2 separate regions of the Oryctolagus cuniculus genome follow, and region 2 is linked to region 1. The links are chromatin contacts, called in public Micro-C maps. All regions are on one chromosome and are shown on one strand. Each heading gives the region's core, a stretch centred on a gene start, on an enhancer-like site or on the middle of the called end of the contact. The rest is flanking DNA. Distances are from core to core; before and after follow the strand shown. Region 1 holds the start of TCF4 (transcription factor 4). Region 2 overlaps TCF4 (transcription factor 4).

Region 1 (6,782 bases), core at 1,241-3,740:
TTTTAAGATGGAACAGGCAGCAATAGCAAAAAAAAAAAAAAAAAAAAAGCGATACTGTATTTCCAAAGAGACGATCAAACTGGTAACATCCACTAGAAAACCAAATCCAGGAAGGGAAAAAAAAAAAAAAAAAAAAAGAAAGAAAGAAAGAAAAGAAAGAAAGCCGCTCGTGAGCGCATCCTTTTATGCAACAGGAGGTAGAGCGAGAAATGAATGGATCCCAGAGCAAAGAGAAACTACTCGGGACGGCCCGGGCTCAACTTTCCCCCACCCGCACCCCACCCCCCGGCACTGCTGGCGCTCGCACCCCGCGCGCCGCTCCCCTGCGCGTCTCCAAGTCGCTCCGAAGAAATTGCGGACGAGCGTCCCCGCGGGGCGAGCACGTCCCCAGGGGGAGGGGTGACAGGGCCGGCGGCGGGGGCGGGCGGAGCGCAGGCTCGGGTCCCCCCCGTCGTCCAGCACCCTCATTTGTGAAAGAAAGGGCTGTAAAAAATTAAAGTCAGGCCCTTGGCAAAGTCCTCGGCCCCCCGCGAGTGGGCACCGCCGGGGAGGGGGGCGGGGGCGGCGGCGCGGGGGCGGGAGGGGAAGGGGAGTCTCTGCCCGGCGCGCCGGGAGCCGGGCGCCCGCGGCGCGGGAGGCGCGGAGCCGCGTGGGGGCCGCCGAGCCCGCGCCCGAGCCCCGCGCCGCCCCGGGCATCCGCCCGCCGAGCCCGGCCGGCGCCCGTACCTACCGGCCGCGCGCGAGAAGGGGCTCCCGGTGCACCGCCGGCGCCGCGGCGGCGTTCATGTCTGAGCCCGCCCGGCCGCTGCGCCCGCTCGCCGGCTCCCGCGCCTCCGCCGCCGCCGCCACTACCGATCCGCGCGCGCACAGCCAAGATCCCTGACTCTTAACACCAACTCTCTTCTCCGGGGAGGGGAGGGGACGAGCGCAGGGGGGGAGGGGGAAACACGCCGAGGCGCACGGAATTGCAAGTTCAGCAAAGAAATGGGTGGGGGGGCTCCGGCGGGGCGACGCGGGCTCGCTCGGGGTCCGGACGCGGCCCCCCACCCCCGGGGCCGGGGGGCGGCTCAGCGCCTCCCCCGCCTCGCCAAAAAACACGAACGAAAATTCGCGGAGCACCTCATTTTTCGGTTACGGTCTGCAGCCTGCCCAGGTCGGCGCTGGCCCGTTCCATCCCTCGGAGCCACTTTGAAATGTGTTCGAGTTCACATCCCGCCCTCGCCCCCACTCCCGTCCCCTCGCGCTCGCACGGCCACACACGGCAAAGCAAGTTTATACCAGGCTGCGATACACGTGATGCGAAAAGACTTTGCCAAGAGCAACCGTATTTTCCCTTTCCACAGAGAAACCCAGCCGCATTTGGCCGGGGAGACCTCCGTCCGGGTAGTTCTGCGTCGGGGGCGAGCCCTGCATTGCCCACTCTATTCCCCCTCCCTTTGGACTCACAGAATAGTACGGCTAAAAACTTCGCAAGAAGAGGAAAAAAAAAAAAAGGCAATTTGGGGGGATGGATGTTGTTTTGTTTTCACACTTGAGTTCCTAGGCACGCGAAGTCCCCATTCGCCCGCGCTGTTTTTTAATTCCACATTTCACATCATAGGCCCTGCATGCTCCTAAAACATACTTTTCCACATCACTTTTCAGGATAAAAATCCAGCTTCACCGTCCTATCGTCTGGTAGTAACAAGCGTGCTTTATCCAGCCTAGGCAACATAGTTATTCCAACGTGTGCTAGCACACTCCACACACCCTGGAATCGCTAGAGGAGCGAGCACACACACAAGATGCATGCACACACTTTTTCCCACTGGCGATTATTCCATAGGTTGTTCCTTTTGTTTTCATAAAACACTGGGATCGACATTTTAAAAATTCAATTCAATTACAAACAGTTTACTCTGACAGCAAATAGTAACGTTACCTTAAGTGGCCACAAATATGTTCACAATATTCCAAGGAAAAAGACTTTAAAAAGAGAGACAAAAATCTTCTGCAAGTACTTAGTATCTCACATGTGTATCCCCCAAAAAAGTATTTTAACTGGTACTCAGTCCTGCTCCAGGGATATCCACAGATTACAGGATCATGCACCTGGCTCTGCTTTTTGCATTTTCCACCATAAAACTGCAACAAAATGCCCTCCCCAAAAAAAGAATTCATTAAAAAAAATCCAACAACTTTTTCTTATGGTTTATAAAAAAAAATCAACACTGGGTAGTTAGAATTGTTCCTCAAACAAATCTCGTTGGTGGGTGTTTTTTCTTCTCCTCTTAGAAAGTCTTAAACTTGCTCCAAGTTTAGAGGTGTCTCATCATCATCCTCCTCCTCCTCCTCATCACCATTGACTCCCCCGTGGAGTCACATTGATAATAATAGGTTTCCCTGAAAGATACATTGTAATCCATTCACATCCGGGCACTGCGGGCTTATAAAGAGAAGGCGCTGCGGCCGCGGCTGCTCCTCCAGACAATGACTGGGGAGGGGCGGGGCGGGAGCGGGCGACCATAGAGTGGTAAACAGATGGCCTAGAGAGGCCGCCAAGATGGCGGCGCGCGCCGGCCACGCCTCCTCCGGGAGCGCCGGCGGGCGACGGGGTCCGTCGCGCGTGGAGCGGCGCAGAGAGTGCTCGGTGCCGGCGTCGACGGCCGGCCTGGCCCTCCTGCGCGCGCTTCGTGCTGCTCCGGTTCCTTGGCCGTCCCTGCTCTTTGACACGAAAGTGTAGTTCCTGAATAAATACACGAATTAAACTCCACAGACTTAACGCGGGGGAATCAAATCCCCCGACCCCCCCCAACCTGAGGAAGGCTCGGAAGAGGCCGCGGCGGCCTCCCCAACCGCAAACCCGAGCCCGGGATCTTCTGCGGTGTGGAGCGGGTTCCGTGGCGAGGCTCGAGCGGCAAGGGGTCCCTCCCGGCCGCCGCCGCCCCCGCCCCCACTTTCTATAGGCGTGAGAACTTGGTCAGTCCGGGAAGTGGTCACTTGGAGAAGACATTGATTGATTGCTTTGTACACTCAGATCGACTTTATACCACAAGGCATGACTGACTCAACTGACAGTTCTGGCCAAGCAGTTACCTTCTGGAGGTTGTTTTCTGGTCAGACGCAAATAGCAAAGCCCACTTTACGAATTTTGCACAGGACGTGGATAACGCTGGAATCACTTCAGTATTTACAGGCATACCCTGCGGCGCAGTGGTTAAGCCACTGCCGGCGACGTGGACATCCCATTTCAGAGCACTTCCCAACACTGGCTGCTCCACTTCCGACCCAGCTCCCTGCTGAGGCTCCTGGGAAAGCAGCCAAGATGGTCCAGAGACCCAGATGGAGTTGCTGGTTGCTGGTTTGGGCTTGTCCTGCCCCTTCCGTTGGGGCCCTGTAGGGAGTGAACCACAGCTGGGCTCACGCTCTCTGTCGAGGAAATAAGCAAACCTTGAACACCAAAACAAAAGGCCGTGGTTGTGGGGCAGTGGGTTAAGCTACCACTTCTAATACAGCTCCTTACTAATGCTCCTGGGAAGGCAGCCACAGAAGACTCAACTACTTGGGCCCCAATAGCAATGTGGGAAACTGGGATGGAGGGCCAGGCTTCTATCTTGGGTTGTCCCAAACCCATCCTTTGAAGCCATTCGTGGAGTGAACCAGCCGGTGGAAGATATTTGTGTCTCCTTGACTTTCTAACTCTGCTTTTCAAATAAATAAATCTTTAAAAATAAAAAAATAAAACTTTAAAACTTGCCACTTACTAAAAAATAGATTTCTTTCCATCTCTAACAGTTTGATGAACTAATATCTCTAATCTAGCCAACAGAACTTTAAATGGAGGATTCCTTATTTTAATAGAACAGTCTTTACGTCTCCCAACAGGAAAAAGCCAGTGATAACAAGTAACAGAGAGTGTGTTTCATGTGTGCCAAACATTGTGCTAAGAATTTCATAAATATTGGCCATTTTAATCCTGAGAATGACTCTGTGAAGGGGGTAACTACTCTCTTAACATTAAGAAAAACAGAACCAAGTAAAATGGAGTAGCTTGACCCAAGGCAGCAGTTTAGTAACTGAGACAAACTTGCTGAAGTCACAACCATCACTATTATGAAGGAGCCCATCTCTGAAACCAGGCAGTCTGTCATCAGAGTCCACTTTAACTTCCACGTTCCTTCATGCCATCTGTCAATGGGAACATCCTAATCTCCAATTATGTCAAAAATGTGTGGCAATAACAGTTGAGATCAATTTTCAGGATCTTTTCTTTATGTGTAAGTTTTTACAGAAAAAGAATTAGGGCATTTGCAGATTGTTTTCCTCTCCATTCACACGTTGTGAAGATTCCATGTTCTCATCTTAAAATAGTATTTTACATTTAGGTACCACTTGACTCCGTGTTATCACAAGCATTATCTGTGGTTCTCCACATAAAACCTCTCTGCAGACCCTACTAAAATGATGTGATGAAAAGATCACAAATGTTGGCTTGAGAGAAAAGTTCCCTTGGCTCTACCTCTAATCAGCTCTGTGACCTAAGGCTCAATGTCAATGACTTTTGCTGTAAAATGCAGAGTATAGATTAGATAATCCCATGAAGTCCCTTTTCACTTTTAGGTTTTTAAGATTCCCCCTTCCTCTGAATTTCAAAGGCAATAAATGATTCTACAGAGAAATCAGTGGTAGGATCAGGTTTTGGGTCTAAGGATTCCCAATTACCAGTCTAGTAACTTTTTACTCAATGACTGATTTTTTGACCCCACAATCAGCCATGTAACTACACTTCTCTTTTAAATTAAGGAATAAATGTGGGCTTTGTTCTTTTCTTGAGCTGTCAGAGAATAGATACTTTCTAATATACATGTGGGGACTGGAGGCTTTTTAGAGAGCCTTAAAAGGACCCTGTGAAATTTAAATTAAAAAAAAAAAGTACCAGATATGTTTTGGAGTGCCTTGTTTCATCTACAGATTCCCCTGCCTTGTAACCTGCCTGGATGCTGACAGAGAGGTATGCCCCAGTCAGCTGGGGCTGCTGTAACAGAACACCATACACTGGGTGACTGAAAGAGCAGACATTTGTTTTCATAGTCCTGGAGGCTGGGGAGTCTGAGATCAAAGGCTGGTGTGGTTGGGTTCTGGGAAGTACTCTCTTCTTGACTTGCATTTGACTGACTTCTCACTTTATCTTCACATGGGAGAAACAGAGAGCACTCAGGTCTCTCATCTTGTAAGAATATTAATGTCATCATGGGGGCTTCACCCTCATGACTTCATCTCAAACCAACTTCCTCCCAGAGACCCCATTTCCTGCTACCAGGAAGTTAGGGCTTCAGCATATGAATGGGGGCACGGAGGAGGGCCCTAACACTTAGTCCATAGCAAGGTAGAACTTGATGTGTTGCCGCACATCTCCTTCCTATCCTGCCTTCCAGCCCCAGCAGATTGGACCACAGGAGTGATAAGAGGAAGAGATGGACATTGGTCTATGGTGAGTGATGGATTGGACATGTCTTGGAATCAGGTGGCCGATGCCAGTGCCAGGAAGCCACACCATGTGACAGCCACGGCTATTAGGGAAACAAGAACTATGAGTAAGCAGAGGAAACTGCTCTTCAGATAAGAGAGAAGGTCTTGGGAGTTGGAGAACAGCAAGCAAACAAGTTCTAGGAAGAAATGCCTGCAGATATTTTCCCAATTACTGTGAGCCAGCTAGCTCCTGCAGTGTTCCCCTTCCCCAGCTGAGCTCACCTGAGTACATTTCTGATTCTACAGCTCAAGTATTTAACAAGAAAAAAGTACTTTAAAAATTTCAATGTTGCCAAAACCATTGCTAATATATATATATATATATACATATGTATGTATATAGACGCTGTTCTAGAGGAGAAACAATCGATTTCCTTCCTACATGGCAGAGAGCCTATCTAATTCATTCTGCCACCTACAGTCAGTAAGGTGCACACAAATGTTACTTTCTTTTCTTGATTTTGGGCAAGTTTCACATCTCAGATGTTAAAAATATATATACATTTCTTACACACCTTTTATGACTGGTTAAAACCAAATGAGAAAGTGTATGAAAGAGCTTTGAAAATGAAAAACCTATCAAGGAAGGCATCATTATTGCATACACTGAGTTCATGGGATTACAGAAGGGGTAGCAAAGAGTGATACCCGGTGAATCCTTAAGGGGAAAAAAGTCATTGAAACATATTAGTACCAAAACCTGCATTCTCAGTTGAGGATGTCAAGGCTCAAATGGATGACTTATGCAAAATCATGTCACCAATGAGTGGTATAGCCAGAAGCAGCCCTTCTGCAACTGAGTGCCAATCCAGGCACCACACCATTCTCCTCAAAAGCCCATCCAGTTTCCTCTCCCCGAGTCCTGCCTAGGTTAAATCCAAAAGCAAGCCACAAACAAAAAATCAGCTCTCTGATGCTCTAAAGAAATTCATCCAAAAAGTCATCAAGTAATTTTTGAACATCTATTTTATGTCAGCATCTCTTCACTAAGGACCTGAGGCCAAAAATAAAAAAGTAGGCAAAGAAATCAGAATGATATAAATGTCAAGGTCAGTGTTGATTGAATGGCTAAGTCACAGCAAGTAAGATGCAGTCTGTGGCAGACGTGTGCAAAAGGGAGGGCTGTCCCAGCATCTTTTTAGGCTGCAATATCAAGTGAATATAACTATACAGGGCCTCAATCTGGAGCCCTACTCATACTATAAGACTAAGTCAGAAAGGCAGCAGCCAGCAAAACACAAGAGGAGGGACTCCAGCCAGTGTAGGTGGAAGAA
Region 2 (6,782 bases), core at 1,992-4,491, 200 kb before region 1:
TAGCAAAGGGCTCTCTCTGGAGAGTTAAAAGTATACAAATGTAGACCGTAAGAGACACAAACACACACGCTACACCTTTGTATTACACTGGCATTTTATTATTTAATTAAAGTACTCTTATTTTTCTAGCTCACGCATGCTTCCCTTGAGACGGCTTTGCTGTTAGCCTGCTGGCCTTGACTTTCAGCCAAAAACAATTCAGAAACAAAAAGGGACAACAAATCATATTTTCACAGACATTTTTATCCCTCAATACAACCCTGTTTTCACACAACATCATACAGCCCCTATGAAAACTATAATTTAGGGCAATCGCCAATCGCCACCCAAAACCCAGAGTATGACATATGCCTCCACAAAGCATTTCCTGTGGAAGAAATTCTGAAGTTCTTAACTGCAAATAAACTCTTTTGATAGAACCACTTTAACTGGCATTGCTGGTTTGCAAACAGTGCCACTGGTCCCGGCTGAGGATTAAAGCAGCAGCACAAGCCAGCGACTACAGCTCTGAAACGGCAGAGATCTAAAGATGAAGTGTTTGTTAGTCCTAAGCTCTCTGTTCTTTCATGAAAGACAGACTTTCAGTACATCTCAGTGTCACAGCTGAACACGTATAGCCACAGTTACAAAACAAACTGATTTTCCAGGTCCATCCTCCCAAACCCTTCCTCAACCCAGATTCTCACTTACCTGGTGGCAACCCTGTAAGTTTGATTCTCTCCCATAAGATGAGTAGGAGCCTCTTTCTGTTTTACCTGCCAAGAGAAATAACAAAAAAGTGTAAATGATGTTTTTCCTTGTAAAAAAATCCTCCTGCAGGTAACAGGCATCTACTTCTCTTCTCCGATGTTTACATACGTAAAGTAGGCAATGTATGCAAGCAAGAGAGGGAACAGCACTTCCTCACTCTGACTATGATAAACTGGAAAAAAATATCCTTCATTCCTATTCTTAGCCAAACTGCTCCACACTTCCAAAAACTGTCATTCCAATGGCCTCCACTTTCTCTAACAAACAAATTGTCAGTCCTTATTTTCACTTTCTTTCTCTCTCCCGAAATTTAAACAATTTCATTTTTATTTACACAGCAGGCAAATTATCTATGTAATGACCCTAGCCTAGTAATTCCCATTGATTATATTGACACTTAATGGTGAGGCCAAAGCTAATCAATCACAGGCTCTCCAGATGGTGAATTTAGCAAAGAAACTACTCAAAATTCTGAATCTCTCTCTCTCTCTCTCTCCCCTTTACTCTTTCTTTCTCTCTCCCCTTCTCTCTCTCTCTCTCTCTCCTCCCTTTCCCTGGGGTAAAGTAAGTCCCATCACAATCAAGATGATGATGAAATTTACATTGGAGAAGGAGGGTTAATGACTTTTGTCCACTCTGAACCCAAGTTCACATTCTACCAGTAGACTCAGCAGCACAAGTATCCAGGGATATGAAAACGTCTTGTTCCAATTCTGACAACCTAATTTTTATCTGTAGACTTCTCCACAGAGATGTATAGAGCCTCAAATGCTATTGGGCCATATCAAAGGATAAAATCAAGAATGCACATTAGTTTCTTTTGAAAGTATACTTAGCCTGAAAAAACGGCAGGATAGATAATGAAATCGCATTATAAGACATCTAAGCAGTAGAATACAACTAACAACAGGAAAAGTCATCACAGAAAATTGTCTGTACCAGGACTTAAAAGGGGGTAGTGAGGCAGTCAAGTGCCCAGGATCCTACCCCACTCAAGACTGAAGGACGCTTCTTTCTTCTAGAGTAGAGCTACATGGCACTATTCTTTTCCCACTGGGAAAATTCAAAACTTGTATTTGGAGGGACTGAACGGACAACCTTCTAGAGTTTACAGCCCCCAAGTTTTCCTCTCTCAACCCAAGTGAACACAAATGCTAAAAGTAACAGTAGTCTTTTCATCTTTCAGTCAACTATCAGAACGTGCCTTCCTTCTACTACACAAAGAGTGGATCTGATAAATTCAATCCACATGGAAGGTGATTTGCAAAGAAAGCCAACCTGAGTCTTAAGAATTAACCCTCCCTTGTCCAATATTAACTTTTCTACTGATTTCAATGAATTGCAAACTTAGGAAAACATCCCCTCAACCCCACTTCTGGTCTAGTGTTCAGTGCAAAGTATAAAATCAATGCTCATATCAGTTTCAATTCCAGCGAAATAAGATACCATCCCCCAGACTGCCTGTCCTGAGAGATTTAAGAGAGTAAGTTTCATTGTATGGGGCTTTCACATTGAAGCAAAAATGCACTTTCCTGTACAAGCAGAGTAAATGATCATACATAGTCACTCATTGTGTAAGTCAAATTGAAGCTGCTTACACCCTTTAGCTTGTCTTCATAAATGTTACTAACAAATAGTTTTGTGCATTGTATCAAAGGACACGTGTCCTTCTTTAACCTCTTGCATCTAAAAAATCCTCTATGCAACCACTGCATAATTCACTGTGACATAATATTCACTTGTTCGGCAACAGGCAGACAGGTAGATGGGCAGGCAGACAGGTAGAAAGGCAGCAAAACAGAAAGATAAATACAATAGAATCTGCTCTGACTTCAAAGGAAACTGAAGATCATACGTCCTGGTTTTGTAATTTCTAAACACTGAACTGTAAAATACAACAGGAGTAAGAAAGACCACCTACTTTTTTTCCTCTAAAAGGAATTACCCAAGTGACCCCCTGCAGAATTTCACCAGCCAGCATCATTTCCTAATTCTACTCCAGGACACAGAGCTGGAAAGGAGCATTTTCCTACCAGGATCTGCCTCACTTCACACCCAGAAGTTGGGGTGATTCTTTCCATTATTTTAAAGCTAGAGGAGCAATGCAAATGAGAAGATTTCAAAAAGACAGTGGAATAGGTGGGAGAGAAAGAAAGAAAGAGGAAGAGCAGGAAGGGAAGACCATGGGGCTGGGGGGCGGCGGCGGCAGGGGGTGGTTTGGAAGTGAGACAACGAAGAGGGTGCAGGGAGAAGATTCTGAAACCCTGGTGCACAGAGTCCCCCAAGTACTCTTTACTATCATATCAGATACAGACTGCTTAATCTTAATTTTGCTTGTTAAAAAATATTTATCCAGATACAAAAATAAACCCACTGCAAATTACAAGTTGTCAGGGTTAAAAATCTACTCCTGTTTGTGTGGGGGAGGATAAGAGACCAGCATAGACATGAATCATTCTCAGTAATTTGAGTGTTTCCATGACATCAATGGGCACCCGTCCAGGACTCTGTCGAAGTCTGCGAGGTACCAAAGAGGCAGCGCAGCCAGCAGGAGGCTGGGAGGTGGCCCTGCCTTTTTTTTTTTTTTTTTTTTGAAGGATTATGCTCCTTGTGAAGATTTCATCTGTAGCATCCACTTTTACCATCAAATAGATCGCTCCAGAGATCAGGAGCAAACACATTTCATTCTGATTGTGTAAGCCTTTAACTTTATTACATCTTTTTGTTCCCAAATTCAACTATAAATCTGCCCTCGGAGCCCAAACCCCTGTTTGGGAGCAAAATAAGCAGGGATTGTGGATAAAACCCAAGCACCTTCCCCAACAGAAGAGAGCAACTCCGATCATCTCCCAAGGATAAAAAGCAGCCATTTTAAAATGACACCTCCGTTTCTGGGGGGAAAAAAAAAAAAAAAAAAAAAACCTGTACCTTTTGTGTAAATTGTCCATTAAAAATTAGCTATGGTCTTGATGTTGACTTTCTGCTTAAAATTCACTGGAACATTTGTTTCAGATAACAAAATTTCCAAAAGCACTAATGACACTGTTGAGGGGGACTCTTTAAGTACCTATGTGAGCTGATGAACACAAAAGCTCCTAAATATGTATGTTTGCTCTATGCTAGGCATGGAATTCTGTCACTTACACCAAGGGGCTGGTGCCAACAGCTTCATTCCTCCTTTCTCCATTCTTCACCCCCCCCCCCACCTCCACCAGCCCCACAACCACAACAGAGCTTCGAAAGAGCTAAGGTTCTATTTTTCCAATATTTTAAAGACATAGCGGTGATGAACAAACCCTGCGCGCTCACTGCAGAATTTTCGAGACAACCCTCCAGTACTAGAATGCGACAGCCGCTGCGGATATTTTTTGGCACAAAGACAATGGTGGCAGTGCCAAGCCCCATGGCTAAAACTACTCAAAAGAGGCATAAGGGTAGCATTAATCGCTCAAATCTTTTACTGCATGGAGTACTGTTGTCCATATTTTAAAAACTAAAAGTACCCGTTAGTAACATTTGCTGTATGCTCATAAAAGGGTGCATGTGTAGTTGGGGGGGGGGTGGCTCCTGAAATATAAACCATAAATAAATCTTGTCAGGGATTTGATTCATTTTTATACCTAAAAGGACCAAATGTTAAATTTTGCTGCTGGTGATGCTCTCCGTGCATGAAACGAATGGTATGACCTAACCAGAGCACTGGGGGCTGAACAAAAGCGAGAGAAGATTTCATAAACTAAGGTGACATATTGGCTAAACAAATTTCTTCTGCAAAAATGATGTGTGTGAGGAACATGGGATACCACACCACAGTTTTTTCGACGAAATGAGAAGAATGCAGAAAATGAACAGACACAACATCCGTCAATCAATCAATCCTGCTGGAGACAAAGGAGGTCAACCGGCAGCCTCCTCTAGAACAAGTCCGAGTCGACAGTGAGCAAACAATCCAGAAAGGCAACACGTGTGCTGTCCCAACTGAGCCCATCCCGCTGCTAAAACCTGCATGCGAATCTGATTATTAGGAAGGGCCAAATGGCAGGAATAAAGGACTCTCTTGCTTCTGCTGTTGCCCCTGAATAACTGTTCGAAGCAGAAAATACAAGCAACTTTCTCCTTTTTTCCAAACACAGATACTTCTGCTGATCTATTTAATAAGCTTTTATCTTGCTGTCCCAAGAAGGAGATGAAAAAACTGTGTTCTTTTTTTTTAACTTGGGAGCACTATGTATAACAAATGTCTACAGAATTCAGGTTTTATTGCTTTTTTATTTTTTGTATTATATTTGCTATTTGACTTCCGATTTTTCTTCCAACATACCCATGGTTTCCTATTGTAAGGGAATTGGACAACAATGAAAATATTACATGAAGGGGAAAAATGGTCTCATAAATCCACTCCATGCACAGGGCTGCTTCCAGGAGCATCCTCTTTGGTAGATTAGCGCACCTGGACACATGCGACTGCTCCAAGCCCCGTGGACAAAACTAGAGACAGAGAAGTACAACTTGTCAATAAAATAATTTCTGGAGATAATCTGGGACACAGACAATCCTTCTGGTGGTTGGCCAGTGGGATAATAACAGGTCATGTTTGGGTTTGCATCCTGTCGTTAGTAAAAGGCCACTTTTTTTTAAAAAAAAGATCTATAAATGCTAAGTGCTTCTCCCACTACTGAAACCGAAGCACCTGTGTGGTGGAACACATCATCCTGTGACAACCCTTGATGAAAGTTATCTGATGCTGCAGGACAATACTAAGCAAGGCTGTTTCACTGTTAGTCCTCATTCTGGGGACTGAAGAATGAGCCTTTTGTTCCCCAGCATCAGACTACAGAACTCATCATAAACATGCTTGACTCAGAATAAATTTCTGTCCCTGGCCCCAGCCCTCACCCATTTCCAGTTACCCGATGATTTTTTTTTTCCAAAAAGTACATTGAAAGGGCTACTTCATTAAACAATGACTGGAATTTTCAGTGGTTCAGAAAATATACATGCTCTTATTATTTATAGTCCTTTAATTTTTTCCATGTCTGCCTTTCCTGCTATACTCAAATAAGAGCAGCTGACTCCTTATCTTTTATCAGCCACAACCCAAAGGGTTCCATGAAAATTGACTCATTCGGTCTGCACAACAACCCTAGTGCCACAACTCCATTTTACAGATGAGGAAACTAAGGTATAAACTGCCCAAGGCCACACAGATATAGGGGCAAACCCTGGCAAGTGTGTTTCCCGAGGCTGTGGTCTTAGCACTATGCTATGTTGCTCGTGTATAAACTCTGAAAAGAATGTATAAATAAATGAAGAGGCCCAATACCAAAGTCTCTCAAATCCCAGAGCTCAAAACACTCATGAATTTGATATGAAATTAATGAAAGTGTCTTATAGGCGGTGATAATTTACATTTACATGGTGTTTTATTCTTAAAAGGTCTCTGGGTACTTTATGGCTGTACAAATGATATACACAGAATCTGTGACGTCTCACAATTAACTGCTACCATCTCCACGTTAACTCGAAGCAACTAATTAACAAAAACATGGCAGAAAACTGAGTTTCTACACATTCCCTATGTGAGGACTCTGACTTCCTAGTAAAATATATGGAGAAAAGCAAAAGTAAGAATATAATTCTAATAAAGGGCAATCCTGCATCACAAATAAGTGTCTTCTATGGAATAGCAATCCCATAACCAGCTCCAAAAAACCAAAAAGGAGACTAATTAAAGGGATCTGGGAAATGTTAAAAGCTATCCAAAACCTTCCCTTAGAAATTTACATCATATCTTAGTGCGCTGAAGGCTCTGAGAAGTCCTGCAGTGAAGACACTTGATTTAGTTAAAACAATGTTTCCCAAACGTATTTGAATGCAAATCCTGGCCCACATCCTTTTTAAATCAAGTAATGCAAATCCTGATGAACTTTAGGAACTACTGTTATTTAAACAAACAAACAAACAAACAAAAAACCTTCACAGGAAGAATTCACTGTGCTGATCTATGTTTGTGATTTTCTAACATAAGCTCA

What was found. A called contact is a pair of places that touch in the nucleus more often than the background predicts.
Region 2: a contact with region 1 is called in a Micro-C map of ear pinna, with 3 times the contacts expected there. The contact joins the enhancer-like site here to the promoter of TCF4 in region 1. A contact is called at or near these places in 2 of 6 Hi-C or Micro-C datasets (ear pinna and embryonic fibroblasts).

What each region holds. Positions count from the first base shown.
Region 1 is chr10:22,697,238-22,704,019 of mOryCun1.1, reverse strand. It overlaps TCF4 (transcription factor 4), which reads right to left and starts at 2,490. Exons shown (of 19, transcript XM_051851926.2): 1 at 1,922-2,490.
Region 2 is chr10:22,898,805-22,905,586 of mOryCun1.1, reverse strand. It overlaps TCF4 (transcription factor 4), which reads right to left. Exons shown (of 19, transcript XM_051851926.2): 5 at 691-755. Among named protein-coding and RNA genes, the nearest start is that of TCF4, 200 kb to the right of the region's middle. Within about 2 kb of position 3,241, at least 2 of the 8 cell types and tissues checked have an H3K27ac peak or open chromatin away from gene starts, as enhancers often do. A contact at or near this core is called in ear pinna, where this site is marked.